Regions from separate parts of the Mus musculus genome. Here region 1 is linked to region 2. A link is a contact called in public promoter capture Hi-C data. All regions are on one chromosome and are shown on one strand. The core of a region is the stretch at or near the end of the contact, and the rest is flanking DNA. Distances in the headings are between cores, read along the strand shown. Region 1 holds the start of Prpsap2 (phosphoribosyl pyrophosphate synthetase-associated protein 2). Region 2 holds the start of Snap47 (synaptosomal-associated protein, 47).

Region 1 (3,659 bases), core at 395-2,894, 2.3 Mb after region 2:
CATATTCTGTGGTTACTGGCATTTTGCTTTCTTATGGCTAATGCTGTTCTGAGAGTTTTGATTTTTTGTTTTGTTTTTGTGACAACTTGGGAGAAGCAGGAAATAAATCTAAAACTATTTTAAATTTGGAGAAGTAACTTTTATTCATTTAATGTGTATGGGTGTTTTCTCTGCACACCGCGTGTGCCTGGTACTCTTGGAGACCAGCAGAGGGTGTCAGATTGGGTGGGTCTAGCATTAGAGGTGGTTGTAGGCTGTCACGTGGGTGGGTGCTGGAACTGACTCAGTCTTGAACAACTAGTATTCTTAACCAGCCAGTTCTCCAGCCCCCACACCTGGGGAAGCAGTTTTAATAGGAAAACAGGTTTGACATTACTTCCCAGACTTTAACGAAGTCATACGAGGTAACCTCTTCCTCATAACAGTGGCCCCTGAAGGACAGAGTGGGGTAGCAGTCTGATATGCAATACAGTTCCCTGCATACAACAATAGGTTGCGACTCTCAGTCATACAGAGCATGACTTGGCAACCTGATGAACTACAGGCAATAGAATCAAATACCCAGATTTTGAAATGTCTATTGCAAACATACCTTATCAGAAAAAAAGATACATACTAAATGCCAAAGAAAGAGCACAGAACTATGTTTTGGTGTTGTCAATTCTTGGAGCTTATCCCAAGTATAGAGCTATATTGTCAATGATAGAAAGTACAATTTAAAAACAAAACAAAACAAACAAACAAACAAACAAACAAAAAACCCCCAACAACTTTGTAGCCCTGTTTGCCAGGAACTCGCTCTGTGGACCATGAGCCCTCAAGATCCTTTCACCAGTCTCTGAGATTAAGGGGTGTGCCATCAAGCCCCACAAACTGCAAGATTATTTAAGAACAGAAACACTGGTTCTATGTTAAACCACAGAGTAGCTAATGAATATAATGTGCATATCTCTGCAAAAATTGGATAATAATGATACAAACTACAGCAGTTAAAAGACAAGAAAGGTTTCCTATAGTGGGGCTTAGGGGCACGCACCTATTTTATTTTTATTTGTGCATTTAAATTGTTAAGCACTAGGGCATGAGATGGGTCAATGGCAGGCCGCTTGCATTGCTTCACCTTGCATTCGACTCCAGAACCGCAAGAAAAAAAAAAAAAAAGAAAAAAAAAAAACATAAAACATTAGAACTCACACTTCCTCAGGCCTCAAAGCTCGGTTCAGTATTTTCGTATCCCTCACAAAAGCTAAACACCCAAACTCTGCCAATATCGATATAAGAAAAATAAATCCTTATCAATAATGTAACAGATTGAGGAAGAGATTTTTCTGCAGAGTATCTTATGCCGCTCCTCCTACGTCTGATTGGAGCCCAATCATCCACTAAGGCTGGTGGAGCCGAACACGGGGCCCCGGGCTCGCCCCGGAGCAACAAGGGCCATGGCTCCCGCCCGGCACCGCGCGAGCTCGCGGGGCCCGCCGTCCGCCCGCCGAGGCTCCCGCCCGCCTACCTGGTCCCGACCCCAGCCCGGCCCGCCGCAGCCTCGGCTGCCGAAGGAAGAGAGCACAGAGCTCCGCACGGCGTCTTACAGCAAAATGGCGACTCTAAGCGCGAGAAAGTCTTTCGAGACTGCGAGGCCAGGGGCGGGGCCTGAGGGCAACTGACTAGAGTGGGCGAGGCCGTCGAGGGGCGTGGTCTGGAGGAAGAGGGGCGGGGCAGAAAGTGGGGTAGAAGGCAATGCATTTGATGCTGTGGGCGTGGCCGCCAGAGTGGGCGGGAGGATGTTGTGTGGGCGTGGTCAGACTCGAGGAAAGTGGGGGAGAATTAGAGTGGGCGTGGTTGGAAGTGTGGTTAAAATTCATAGGTTCTGACTGGGTTCAAGTCTTTACTGTCCTGCAAGACTGAGCAAGTCACCTCTTTGACCTGAGTTCTTCTGAAAAAGAGATGACAGCAGTACCCCCATCTCCTGGGGTTGGGAGGAGTGAGTGAGAAATCTGCGAACCTCTTGGCATGGTTCTTAGCATACAGTCGATGAGCAGTTATCATTCATAATTATTCGCTTTGTTGTCCCTTCCTTCTTTTCAGTGGTTAAGAGTATATACTGCTTTTCCAGAGAAGCTGAGTTTGGTTCCCAGAACCAATGTCAGGCAGTTCACAACTGCCTGTAATTCTAGCTCCAAGTCTCCCTGATGTCTCTGGCCTCCTCAGCCACCTGCACTCATATAAACATAAACATATACAAATAATTAAACATTCTAAAAGTTAGTTTTTTAAAAAATTGTAGCTCTGGGTGACCTGGAACTCACAGAGATCCATCTGTCTCTGCCTCCTGAGTGTTAGGATTAAAAGGGTGGCCATCATTCCTAGCAAATTGGTTGCTGTTGATATATCATTGCTGAATTCTTTATACCTTGAAATATGGTGATCCCTATTTTTTAAGGGGCTACTTGGCCCTTCCTCTCTTTCTTTTTTTTTTAAATATTTATTTATTTATTATACAGTAAATACACTGTAGCTGTCTTCAGACACTCCAGAAGAGGGAGTCAGATCTCATTACAGATGGTTATGAGCCACCATGTGGTTGCTGGGATTTGAACTCTGGACCTTTGGAAGAGCAGTCGGGTGCTCTTACCCACTGAGCCATCTCACCAGCCCCCAGTGATCCCTATTTATAACATAACAAACATATAGTGCATGCCAGGTATCAAGGCATTATTTATTATTATCTATATTTTATATTAATATATATTAACAGTAACTTTCAGAAATGGGGTAAGACTTATCTCTATTTAATTGCTGTGGGTACTCAGATGCCAGTGACAAAGCAATAGATAGGCACCACCTGCAGTGCCTTGCTCCATGTGTATACTTAAAGGCTCTCATCCACTGCACTTCCAGTTCACAAGTGAGACAAGCAGACATTTATGGGAGGATGCACAGGTGGCTAGAATTAATTATCAGAAGGCTGAGGATGGTTAGAATTCATAGGAGGGCTTGTGGGTAGCTAGAATTCATGGGAAGTATGCACGAAAACTGAAAAGAAGCTGTGTCTGGCTGACTGATGACAATTTCAGTACTGTGGGGGAGATTGGGATGTTGCAGGTTCAGAGGCTAGTTTACCTTTTCTTGGATTAATTTTGGCCCTCTGGAACAGCCATTTCTTTTTTTTTTTTTTTTTTTTTTGGTTTTTCAAGACAGGGTTTCTCTGTATAGCCCTGACTGTCCTGAAACTCACTCTGTAGACCAGGCTGGCCTCGAACTCAGAAATTCGCCTGCCTCTGCCTCCTAAGTGCTGGGATTAAAGGCGTGCGCCACCACCGCCTGGCTTGAACAGCCATTTCTTGTCCACCTCTGTGTCGGAGCCAACATCTTGTGACTAATAGAAATAAGCCTTTTGAATCTATTAACTTACTTGATGGCAATCTTAGCTTTTGGATTGGTGGGAAGAGTGGTTAGCTACGAGAAGCCTCCCCCATCTCGCTGGGCCCGCCTCTCTGATACATCCACTTCTCTTAGTGTTCCTACCTTTCTAGTGTACCCATCTCTCTGACTCACCCAACAATGCTTTATTTATTTATTTATTTTTGGTTTTTGAGACAGGGTTTCTCTGTATAGCCCTGGCTGTCCTGAAACTCACTTTGTAGACCAGGCTGGCCTTG
Region 2 (3,502 bases), core at 823-3,322:
GAGAAATGAGACTGTGCAGTGTTTCCACCTCCCCTCCCCTCCCCAGGGTGCCAATTCCAATCCTTTCCTGTTTTCTTCTGGGGTGGCTCTGCCCAGGATGCGCAGTTTCCATAGGTCTGTGTGGGCTGGGGATGTGCATCACCAGCACTTCCCAGCTGGAGGTAGGAGAGGCAACTTCATGGGCACACACCTGGGTTTCGGGCCTCTCGCCAGGCCTCACATAATCGGCTCTGTTACTAACACCCAGAGGCCAGCTATCATGTGAAGACCAGGATTACAGCACTAACTACACAGGGCACAAGGGCTCATGTTCCCATTACAGTGCCACAGGCTACGCTGCCCCAGAGCTCTTGAGAGCATATATACCTACCTGCTGGCCCTGACCTCTTTCTTGCTCGTGGACAATGGTCTTAGATACTCAAGCAAAGAAGTAATTCCTAACTGGGTTTCATACTTTCCCAGAAAACAAAACAAACTACATATTTTACCTCTACTCTCATGTCCTAGTCAGTACAGGATTCTGGGACCCTAAAAGGGTCCTTATCAGTGAACACCAGAGGAAGAATGTCCTTAATTCAGTTCAGCTCTGACAAATGTCTGCCTCAAGATCATATTAGGTCCCAAGGGTGGGGTTCTGTCTCCCAAGATGTCCCTACATTGGTGCAGATGCAAGCCCAGGTTGTAGTACCACTCTGATGGCCAGCACCTAGAAAGCAGGGTTCCAGAGGTCCTCCTTGGTTTGGAGTTCCCCTAGAAGCTCGTATTACTCAGAAAACCACCAACTTCTAAGAAGAACCAGCCCTCACCTCCCTAAGCACATAGGATCCTCTGAATGGGTCTTCTAGGGATGCTGTGGACATGACTGATGAGACACTGACCACTGATGACCCACTCAACCTTTAGCCCTAGAAGCTGAGGGCTGGGTTCAAAGTCCCCACCCTCTGATCCTACTCAGGTCTTTCAGTGAGCCATTCCATCTGGAATCTACCCTACTGGCTGTTGGATGGTGTTGGACTCATTAGCATGCAAAATGGCATTTATCAACTCAACCTGTCCAGGAATTTTAAGAATTGTAGGCCAATTGTAGGAGGAGATTTTAAAAAATCTAAAATGGTGTTTCCAAATATAACATGCTGCCAATGCAGGAAAAGAGGGAAGAGAGGGAGGGGGTAACAGGGATAAAATGTATAAACACATGCATACCTGGAAAAAACTGGCTCAATACCAGAGTTAGTGATTACACGTGAATGGAATTCTGGGTGCGTTGGGGTTTTATTGTTGTTGTTATTGTAACCTGGCTTTTTTTCTTTTGGAGCTAAGTCATGATTTGTGGTTCATTTTGGCTTAGAACCTCGGAACCTTTCCGTTTCAGCATCCCCAATACTGGGATTATAGGCGTGCACCACGAGTCCTGGCATCGATGTTTCTCGTCACTTGAATTTCTCTATGAGCTGTCATCTCTACCATGACCTAGCCGCAACACAGCTCCAGACAAGCGTCACGATAAAGGCCACAACAGGCGAGTTTGGCCAAACAACCCTCCTCCGCCTCGTTTCTATCCTTCCCCTCTTCCCAATGCATACATACCTCTCTACCTGAACCTCAGCATCTCCCCCCCCCCGCCCCCCAAAAAAGCTCATTTTCTCCTTTTAATTTTTCCTCGTTCTATTTCTAAGGAAACATCACAATCCTTTAAAAGGTTCCTCCACAATCTATCCAAGACACTCGGGAACATCACCCCCACCCCCCACCCCGCCGCCCAACCCCGCCGCCCCACCCCCACCCGCCGCCCCACCCCCACCCCGCCGCCCCACCCCCCGCGGATCCTGACCGCCCGCTCTGCGCCCCAGCATCCTCTCAGGACCCAGTCATCCTTTGAGGTTTGAGACTGATGTTCATCTCCTGTGTCGGTGGCGGGCTCCGGTACTGGCTAGCTGCGCGGTAGCAGCTCACCTGAGGCAAGAGGAGCACGCAGAAGACGCAATGGCACGCTCCACTGGACCACCAGACAGAGACGCCAGCAGCTGGGGAGCAGGTCAGCCACTCGGCGAGCGCTTGTACGCCTGCGCGAGAGGGCGGGGCCGCGTAGGCGCGCACGCGCACACCCTGGGAGCCCCAAGGCCCGCGTTCCTGCTGGAATGTCGCACCTGTGGCTTTTCGTTCCGGGCTCTTTCTCTGTGGTTACCACTCCGAGCTGATTTTAGGGGGTTTCTCAGCCTCCGGTCCCTATTTGGGGTGTAGCGAGAAGCCGGACTGGGCCTCTGGGGTCAGGTTTCCCGGTGGATGGATCGGGAGACACGCACCTTTGCCGAGCGGTACTACCGGGACCTCCGAGACCCAGTCCCTAGCGGCGGTGGCGGCCCCACACCCAGCGGCGTGACCTTCATTCAGACCCCGAACGCCTTCTCCTATGCTGACTTCGTGAAGGGCTTCCTGCTGCCTAACCTGCCCTGCGTGTTTTCTAGCGCCTTCACCGAGGGCTGGGGCAGCAGGCGGCGCTGGGTGACCTCGGAGGGAAAGCCTGACTTCGAGTATCTGCAGCAGAAGTATGGTAGGAGGGCGCAGACGGGAGGTATAGACCCCGGCATGGGAGGGCGGCCGGGGCCGGACAGACTAGTGGAGTCTGGATAATTCGGCCAGAGGGTGGCCGGACCCCAAGATGGTGAACTACGTGTATGACTCTGCCATTTCTGTGCTGACTCTCTCGCTGCAGGAGACGCGGTTGTACCGGTTGCCAACTGTGGAGTGCGAGAATACAATTCAAACCCCAAGGAGCACATGTCCTTCCGCGACTATATCAGTTACTGGAAGGACTACATCCAAGGGAGTTACTCCTCTTCGCGGGGCTGCCTCTACCTCAAGGACTGGCATCTGTGCAGGTAATAAGACAGGACGGCGCATGGCCATTGGGCACTTACCCTAAGCAGCTAGTGCAGCCAGTCCAGGTGGAGCACGCCCACTGCACTCAGAGGGGCTACCTCTACAGCAGAGTTCTAATGTGTATCACAGAACTGATGCGAAGATGTGGGGAGATCAACATAGCGAGCCAGGTAGACTATTATGGGGAAGGTAAGTCTTTCGTACATCTTGTATGGGTACAGGCGGCCTGGTGTCTCCTTCCTCTTCTGTATTTTTGAGCTGGTATCTCAGATCCTCTGGGGCTGTCCTCTCTGCAACCCCACTGAGAGGACGCTTGTTCCTTCTACGATTGCTCTGGGGATTCTTGCCATCCCCTGGGCCATTCTAAGCTCTCTAAAGGGACAAGTGACCTTTCCGCAACCACTCTTGTCCCACTTTGGAAACCCCTTTACTCTTTAAAGACACATTCAATACTCTCCCTTATCAGCTTCCACTTTTCTCACACAGCATCTTGTGACAGCTTTACTTAGGAGATTTTTGACGTCTTGCTGGAGCAAGAATGCATTGCAGTCAGTAGAAACTACTTCAAAATTTGAATTATGGTGTCTTCCCAGGCTAGCTATATATGGTCTGTTCATCTCCC

Evidence for each region. Promoter capture Hi-C pulls out the DNA fragments that hold promoters and counts their contacts.
Region 1: a contact with region 2 is called in a promoter capture Hi-C map of cranial neural crest. The contact joins the promoter of Prpsap2 here to the promoter of Snap47 in region 2. A contact is called at or near these places in 1 of 39 promoter capture datasets (cranial neural crest) and 1 of 9 other capture datasets (liver).

What each region holds. Positions count from the first base shown.
Region 1 is chr11:61,760,444-61,764,102 of GRCm38.p6, forward strand. Prpsap2 (phosphoribosyl pyrophosphate synthetase-associated protein 2) reads right to left here and starts at 1,645. Exons shown (of 12, transcript NM_144806.2): 1 at 1,511-1,645.
Region 2 is chr11:59,447,962-59,451,463 of GRCm38.p6, forward strand. Snap47 (synaptosomal-associated protein, 47) reads right to left here and starts at 2,073. Exons shown (of 5, transcript NM_144521.3): 1 at 1,954-2,073. Jmjd4 (jumonji domain containing 4) reads left to right here and starts at 2,084. Exons shown (of 6, transcript NM_178659.6): 1 at 2,084-2,551; 2 at 2,714-2,879. The coding sequence starts at 2,284.